Linked DNA regions of Rattus norvegicus: region 1 is linked to region 2. The links are chromatin contacts, called in public Hi-C maps. All regions are on one chromosome and are shown on one strand. The core of a region is the stretch at or near the end of the contact, and the rest is flanking DNA. Distances in the headings are between cores, read along the strand shown. Region 1 has its middle 70 kb from the start of C2h3orf33. Region 2 has its middle 140 kb from the start of Strit1.

The links. Hi-C and Micro-C count contacts between places; a contact is called where the count stands out from the background.
Region 1: a Hi-C map of Schwann cells shows a contact between it and region 2, with 4 times the contacts expected there. The contact joins two enhancer-like sites. A contact is called at or near these places in 4 of 12 Hi-C or Micro-C datasets (Schwann cells, hepatocytes, liver and 1 more).

Annotation. Positions count from the first base shown.
Region 1 is chr2:150,481,522-150,486,137 of GRCr8, reverse strand. It overlaps a transcript of Plch1 not described here. Among named protein-coding and RNA genes, the nearest start is that of C2h3orf33, 70 kb to the left of the region's middle. Within about 2 kb of position 1,352, at least 2 of the 93 cell types and tissues checked have an H3K27ac peak or open chromatin away from gene starts, as enhancers often do. A contact at or near this core is called in Schwann cells, where this site is marked.
Region 2 is chr2:150,229,767-150,233,982 of GRCr8, reverse strand. No RefSeq gene overlaps it. Among named protein-coding and RNA genes, the nearest start is that of Strit1, 140 kb to the right of the region's middle. Within about 2 kb of position 2,027, at least 6 of the 93 cell types and tissues checked have an H3K27ac peak or open chromatin away from gene starts, as enhancers often do. A contact at or near this core is called in Schwann cells, where this site is marked.

The sequences.
Region 1 (4,616 bases), core at 103-2,602, 250 kb before region 2:
TATGTGCAGGGGGCCTAGGTCCAGCCCGCATAGGCTCTTTGGTTGGTGGTTTAGTCCCTGGAGCCCCCAAGGGTTCAGATTAGTTGACTCTGTCTTCCTGTAGCGTTCCCATCCCCTCTGGGGTCCATAATCCTTCCCACAACTCTTCCATAAAATTCTCCAAGCTTCATTCGGTGTTTGGCTGTGGGTCTCATCATCTGTTTCAGTCAGCAGCTCGGTGGAGCCTCTCAGAAGACAGCCGTGCTAGGCTTCTGTCTACAAGAGTAAAGGTGCCAGGGATTGGTGCTTGCCCATGGGATGGGTGTCAAGTTGGTTCAGCCATTGGTTGGCCACTCCCTCCATCTCTGCTCCATTTTGGGTCAAAAGTTTTGTGGGTGGGTTGGAGTCTTTATCTCTCCATTGGGGATGGTCTTCTTTTTAATTCCATGTACATTAGCACCTTTGTACTATAAGTGACATGAACACCTTTTGTAAGTCAGGGATACTACTGTTAATTATTAAAAAATATTTTCTTGGAAAAGGTAGTGCCCTCAATAATATAGAGGACTTCAATATTAGGTATTTAGGTAAAATGCTGGAATGGTGAATATTAAAGTTAATTATTCTAGGAGAGATATGCAATGAGGAAAAAGGATACTAAAACAGGAAAGAAACCGGGTGGATTTCAGTTCTGCAGTTTTGAAAAAAAAATATCATGTTTAGTTGTTTTGTACTAACGTACCTGTGTGGCTGGTTATTAAATTCAGGGTACTACACTCTTTTAAGCACATGTTTCACTTATAAGTCACACTGCATTATTTCTATATCTAAAAATACTTGGGAAAGGGGCATCTTTATAGCATGAAATGTTGGCTCTGGGGGACAACATCATTCTAAGCTGGCAGGGATGAAGTAAAATGAGGGGGAGGGCATCAGGCTTGAGTGGAGCAGCAAGTAGGCTGAACTTAGATAAGGTCCCCTGTGTGGAAGCTTAAGGAGAAACTTACCAAAGCTCCTGGAGCCTCCACTAGCTGTCCCAGTGACAGACAACACTGTGATGACTTACCTTTTTCACCAAGCCACTTGCTCGGTCCTGGGGTACATTTACAAACCTCTAGACTGTTACAATAGGGCAGATGACAAAACTGTTTCCCACCTGTGGGTTTTCCTTCTTGCCAGCCTTGCTTTTTTCCCCCCTTTTATTCTGCTGCTGTTATTGTTTTCTAACTTTGTTATGTGACCAGAAAGGAGGCTGGAATTCTGAAAAGTCACTAGGCAAATCTTGTGAACAAAGGGGGCCTTGTCCAGGGTCACGCACACTGGATTTGCAGTTTAATTCATCAGCTCAGATCTCTGCTTTTCAAGTGTTTGGTCTCTGCAGAGACAGGAGTCTCTGGGGGTTCTGTGAGAGCATTGTGCTGGAGGCCTGGCCAGCTCTGGTTACATCTGTAAGCCTGGATGGATCCAAGGATTAGGGCCCCTAAATAAATAGCTGCAATGAAGGAACAGAAGGCAAACACACTTTGTTATGGTTTGGCCTATCTGCACCCACTTGAACTTTGCAATAATTTCTAACATTTTGTGAGTTGGTTACATAACCCACCCAACAGAAAATTCAGGAGTTGAGAATGAGAGCTCACCTGCTAGTGAAACCTATGGAAATCTATCAGGATTGACTGGTTTGGTCCTGATGAAATCCAAGTGCAGCCTGGAGCACAAAAACCAGTCCTGAAACATGCTTAATGGTAGCTTTATTTCCTCAGCAGAAAGCAGTAACCGAGTCCAGAATGGTGCTGTTGGAAAAAGTTACTGTTTTAGCATGGGAAAAAAATAGCATTCAGGTTCTTGGAACTTTTGTGGGAAATTTGTTATGGGCTAGAGGAGTCTTGGTCCAAATTGTAGCTCCGTGTGTTGTCCCTAATGCCAGGCAACACGGGCCATTGTGCTGCCTGTGTGAGCGTGTGGCTGCCGCTTTCTTCATTCCTGTCTCATTCTGTCTCTCCTGACAGGGTAACTTCATTTTGATGCTGTGCCAGAGATCCTCCGGCAATGAGCTACTGGAACGGCGAGAAGAGGAACTGTGTGCAGTACCGCAGGCATTTTCTAGTAGACAACCGTGTGTTTCATGGTGAGCTCTTGTATTTATGTAGCTGGGACTCTGCTTTTGAAAGTCCTTTTATTGTACTGTTCTGGATGCAAGTATGGTCTAATTGTGGGGTTGAGCCAAGAGCTTGAGATTACTTGCTCATGGTTAATTATCTTAAAATTCCATTAGACCGTGACCCGAGGTTTTCAGCGGTGAGAACTTCCTCAACAGCAGTGGTGTACTTCCTTCCTGCCTCTCAGCCTTTCTTCTCATGTTGACTCCACTAATGTACCTTTCCAATGTTTGGAACTCTTTGGGGGGCGGGGCTTATACGAAGTGTTCAGTCAATATTTGAAGCTCACTGTTCAGTGCTTCTTACCAAAAAGGTGTGTGCTTTCTAAATTCAAATGTTAAAGTGTGCTGATGTCCATCTGCTCTAGTAACTCATTAAAAGGAAGTCCACTCACTTACATTGGTGTCCTTTGGGGTTTCAAGACTTCACTGGTGTATCAGACCACAAGAAAACAGAACAGAGAACCTTGCTACATTTCAGAATATCTGGTGGGTGGATTACCGTAGCTGAACAGAGAGTGATCAATACTAGTCATTTTCATGACAAATAGTAATTATCTTAAACCATTGCCTTTAACCCAGGCGATAGTTTCTTGTTTAGTATCTCATAAGCTTTGTCCATTCCGTTATCAGGATCGCCATGGGAGTAATTTATATTGTGAGCCAATACTTTCTGGGTCACTGGAATTTGGAATTGCCCAGGAGATACAGAGGGAGGTAGAGAGAGGTTTCATGAGAGGGGTGATGTTTCATTAAACACACTCCCATTTATCCTCAGCTTTTGACTTTGGGGTTCATCCTTCATTTTGGTGACCGATTTAATGTGTATCATTCCTTTAAACTTAAGTCTGGCTTCAGCAGTTGCTTTCCTCTGAAGCTCACCCAAGAGTGCTGTTGGGTGCTTCATGCACACACTCATGTTTTCAGTTGTACAGTGTTTTCTGTTTAGACTTATTTGTCTCAGGAGACAGAGTGTTACTGTACTGTTGAAATGCTGCAGTTTATTGCCATTTTCCTTATTGTAAATGTCTTCATCCAGATAGCTAAAACTACAGTTATGACTCGAATAAGGTTCTGATATGTTTTTATAGTTATATTTCAGTTAGCATGTTACTATATTTTGGTTTATAGCAGTCATTTTTCTTGTATTTCAAGGAAGGGATTGTTTTGCCTCACAGCTTGAAGGCACAGCCCATCTCTGGGGGAAGCATGGTGTCAAGTGTTTTAACTATGGAGGCCAGAGCATGAGGACACTAGTCACACTACTTCTACATCAAGAAGTAGAGATGAGTGCTTGTGCCCAGCTCCTTTTCTCCTTTCCCCCATTTTATTCATTCTGGAGCTTCAAAATCCACTGTTAGGGTGAAGCTTTCCTCCCCAGTAAACTCTCTGGAAGTTTTTCTCACAGACACACCGGAAGGTATGTCTCCTAGGTGAGTCTGAAGAGTCAAGCTGACAATGGCAGTTAATTGTCACGAGGAACACTATGTCCAGGGCCTAATAGTGAGCACTGCTCTCTAGAGCCCTTTGGGAGTCTTTGTAATTGTTCATCCCAGTTTTTGGATAAAGGAACTAAAGCTAGAAGGTTTGAGTGGAGATTTGGTATTCAAACTCTGATCTTCAGGACGCCACAATCCCAGTGTTTCTGTCCTAGTCTGTCTATCATTCCATCCTGAGAGATGAGTTCTCGGCAAGTACTCTACCACTCAGCTATACCCCTGGGCCTTGAGAAGTCGGAATACCATTCAAGAGTCCTTGCTCTGTGACTAGCCAGTGGTGGATGAGCTTGAACAAATTAAACAGTCTGTCAGGCATGCAATTTTCCCGTGACAAGAACTGTGAACTTACTGAGGTGGGGGCAGTGAATTCAGTGAGCATGTTGGTTTGTTTCCTGATAAAGGGAGTGTGAAATAAGCATACTGGTCTTCATAGATTTCAAAGTTTTTTCCTAGTATCTTAGATGCCTTCGAACTATTTCTGAGAGTTAACAATTTTTACATTTTTGTGAATGACTTTTCACCAAACACAAGCTACACAAGGGGGCAGTGTCGCACTTGAAATGTGAATCAACTACTTTTCACAGTTCAAGAATTACTTCTCAAAGGGTTTAGAGATATTAAATCCTCTCAAGATTAAGAGACTCAAAGCCGGTTAGAACCATGATACTGTTCATTTGTAATGCAACTAGGAGCTTTAAGAGTTGATTTCAGATACGGCCAGTCATCATACTGGGTTTCTTTGCCTGAAGAGATTTAGTGATTGAGGACTGAAAGATATCCTGTTCGTTAGTCTGAGGGAACTCAGCACTTGGCTAAGGTAGGAGCAGTGAACTTACCAAGTGTGTGGGTCTGTGTCAGGACTCAGCACCTGTGAGGTAGGAACAGTGAAATTATTGAGGTAGGGACAGTGAATTCAGTGAGCATGCCGGTCTGTTTCATCGTCAGAGAGGGCTAAGAATAATATTTTGGGATTCCATACA
Region 2 (4,216 bases), core at 778-3,277:
TTGCAAAGGGCATCTATATGCTTTGCCTATGTATTATAACATGGAGAATGAGCATGAAATTTAAAGTTTAATGTAAGAGATTAGAAAATGTCTGCTTAGGAAGTGTTTTACTAGGTTTGGCCACCCATGCACTCAGATACCATTGTAGCCATGATCCAAGAAAGATTCAAAATTGACTGTTTGCATTTTGGTTCTCTCTCCTTCCTACGTGTCAATTCCTTCATTTTGGAATGGGAATGCTTAGTCTGTGCTACTGTAGATTAGAAGTAGGTAACTTTCTTCTTTAATTTTACATGGGTTGGTAAATAAGAGGCAGTCTTTTAAGTCTTAGTAGAAATTTTGACCTCAGAAATGTAAAGGATATTGTAATTGTTAGGAGCATGGAGATCCCTGAAATAAGACTATGCTTTATATTATGAGATGGCTGTGATCTTTTGGGGATGAGGAGTATCATGTTAAAGCTTGAATCTTAACTGTCTCCTATAGGATTGTGCTCTGAATAATTGGTTCCCAGTTGGTAGTGCTACATGGGGAGCTGTGTGCACAGCTGGTTGGAAGTAGGTTACTGGGGGAATCTTTGAAGGTTATACCCAGCCCCTGGCTCCTGCTCTGCTGTCTGTTTTTTTAGTCTGGCTTTGTCAAGTTGTAAGCAGACTCTACCACTTTCTCCAACTGGTGAGGACCAAACTATTCCACAATACGTTTAATACATGATGGAGCCAAACCATAAGCCAAAATAAATCTTCTCTTTAATTGTTTATGTCAGAGATAATTTAGTCAGAGAAGCATGTTTTTGGGTACATATTCTGGTCGATTGTGCTTGTGCTTTAAAATGATGTGTGACTGCACTGCTTTGATTTTTCTAGTTCATTAACATTTTTTAGGGTTAAAAACATTATTTCTATTTACTGGAGGAGGAACCTGAAGACCAGAGAAGATTAGGGGATCTATCAATTATCCAGGGAAGTGTTGGGACCCAACTTTGTAATTATATAAATGCTAGCCAAATGAAAACATGCAAAGGGTATTTAATGAGATTCTTGTACCAAAGGACTTAGCAATCATTGTGTGTATTTTTGCAGCATAATAGGCAGACAGAAGAAAGGGACTTTTTTTTTCTTTTCTTTTGTAGAAAAAAAGGAATTTGTTTCAGGTTTCCTTCATTAATCCAGCTGGTGGCACTTTTTTTCCCCAACAATTTATTTTTATTTGAGTGTGTGTATGTATGTATGTATGTATGTATGTATGTATGTGTGTGTGTGTGTGTGTGTGTGTGTGTGTGTGTGTGTCACATGAGTTCAAATGCCTGCAGAGGCCACTGGAGGTCTTTGGAGTTATGGATGGTTAAGGGAGCTAGGTTCTGAACTCAGTTGCTCTGAAAGAGCAGGAAGTGCTCTCACCTTTGGGATAGAGGGCCTAGATGATGGAAGGAGATCACTAAAAGTGGGCCTTTGAAGGTAATACCAGTTCTTAATTTCTGATGTTCTCCTTCCTAATCTGCCATGTTGTAGAATGTAAACAGGCATTCCAGGTTTAAAGAGGAGGCCCAACAAAAAAATTAGGGAAGTCAGTATTACAGGGGTTGTTTTGTCTTTCTGGATTTTGGTAGAGAAGGTTGTTTAGCCTTTAGAAGTCTGACTAAAATGTTATCAGGCTGGCTTCTGAGCTGGGTAATGTGCATTGTAGGTCGATGTCTGTCTCTGGTTGCTACTAGCTGGGGTCAGAGTTCCATCTCCTCTATAATCTGACTGTTGTCAATATGTGTGTTCATTCTTTCACTACTGAGTACTTTTTTGTTTTGGTTTTCATTTCCTTTTTGAAAAATAAGATTAGAATTATGCTGCTCGCATTCCCATTTTACCAAATGTTCTGGAACTCTCTGGAGTAGCCTCTCCGACAGTATACAGACTGCAGAGCTCTAGCTAGTTCCATGCTCACTCTGTATTTGAAAACTCTGGGTGGAAGAAATCCTACAGCATGTCAAGCTCATGTCTAGATTGGAGGATGTGAGGAATGAGCAATCCTTCACCCCACTGCTGATGAACCCCAGACTCAGCTGTGCAGTGCTTCTAACTGACTGTTCATTCTTCCCATTCTGAATTTGCAATGCAAATTCGAGATCACAGGAGAATGCCTTGTTGTTTGGGGGCAATCAACTGCCTCTGAGATCAAAACCCAAGATTGTAGCTTTCTTTCCGAGCACCCCTTTTCATCTGACTGCTGAAGAGGGTTTACAGTGCAACAAATAGTTTGAACAATTAGAAGCCTGAAAATTCAGAGTATAGCAATTGTTCCTTTTGTTTGCAAATGTTAGGGAAGAAAACAAAAGAGATTACAACAACAACAACAACAACAACAACAACAACAACGACAGCAACAACATGAATGCCAGGCTGCTTCAGGTTATGCCCTGTTGCTAAAAGAAGATAAAACAAGGGAAGAAAGCTACTGCATAGCATCTGCTGGAGTGCAAGGCCAGCTAGCAGTATTTTCCTCCAGATTCTCTACCTGATGATAGAGTTCCCAGTGTGTGGTTTAAGGAAGGCCCTAGTGACCCAACACAGTACTTCAAATAAGGGCAGTTAGAGCAGCCATCCATCCTCTCTGAGCTGCACCACTCAGTGCCTGGATTACTTCAGGGCATAAACATTTACACTCTATTGGAGTTTGAAGGCAGTGAGTTGTCCAGTGAGAAAATACTGCAAATAGACAGTACACAAAACTCGACTTTAGAATTGAAAAGAGGATTTCTTTTCTTTAAAAACCTCTACGCATCATTTCCAATCCTAACTGAAGGAAAGTCACATTTCCCTCTGAAGGCTTGGTTATCTGTTGAAATCTTACTGACAATAGACATCTTAGAGAAAAAGGGCATACAAATTTATTACCGTATTCATTACTGTATTCATGGACATGGGAACCTCACAGAATACAAAATTTAAAGAAGGGCAAGATCTCTGAAGCAAATACCCTTGTGACTGCCTTTGTGGATTCTTTGCCTTATATGAGATGTAAATCAGATATAAACCAGTACAAGGTGAACATTTATTACAAAAAGGACAGCAAGCCACTGCACAGGAAAAACAGCTTAGAACAGACATTCCTATTTCACCTTAAGGGGAAGATTATGAATGTTCATATATTTTCTGGGGAAAGTTTTGAAATTTTGAATATTCACAATTTTTTCAGGGAAGGGAGGGCATTTTTCAGTGTACCCATTCTATATTGCATGCAATCCAAAATGTCCTATACTAGGAGTATAGAATGTTTCCCACCTTGGAGATTTCACTGTGCTAATGTGGCAGGAGGTGGTGTGGACAACATTAAGATTACTCTATGAAATAAGCTAGTAGACAGAGAAACCAGAGTTTTCCACCAAGCAAGGCTACATGTAATAGAACATGTATGTGATAGGACCTGTGAGATCTCCAGAGAAGGTGGGTGGTGCGATATAAATGACCAAAAAAGCATCACGACTACTGGTCTGGTGTTTTAGGTATCTATATTTTTCCATTTCACTCCTAGTACTGAATCATGCATACTTTCTCCTCAGGTAAGTAAGATGTAATAAGTATTTTTTAAATACTAGTGCACTGAAAGAAAAATTTAATAGTAAAAGACTGGAGTCTTTTCCCAATCGGGGCTACATGGAAGAGATCAGGTGAGGAAAAAAAGTCCATGATATACGAATAAGGAAGAAGATGAAAGCTATCTAGATTACTTGTATATAGCATTGAGGAATGCCTACATAAGAACATTTGAATATCATTTCCTAGCCCACATGTTTGTTCTTATTCTTGGGGGTTCTTTTTCCTTTTATGCCCCTATGTATATTACCAATCATGCCCTTGGTGCAATTTTTGTCCTGGGTCATAAAAACTTGGAAATTTCAACAAGCACCTCATGTATTCTGATTGACATCTAGAACAGTTTGAGTCATAACATCTGATTTAAGAATTATTGACGTAGCATTAAATCACAATGGAATTAAAATCCTTGTGGCCAACAGTTACGGGTACTGAGTGAAGCCAAGAGTACTTGGTGAATAGTAGCCAGTGGATCTGACTTAGCCTGTGTCTTAGTTTCCTCTGCTCTTGCTGTGACAGAATCCTGAGAAGGGCAACTTAAAGGAAAAAGGGATTGTTTTAGCTCCAGTTTTAAGCACCCTCAGTTGGGTTATAGCTAGATGGGGAAGTCAAAGCAGCAAGAACTTAAA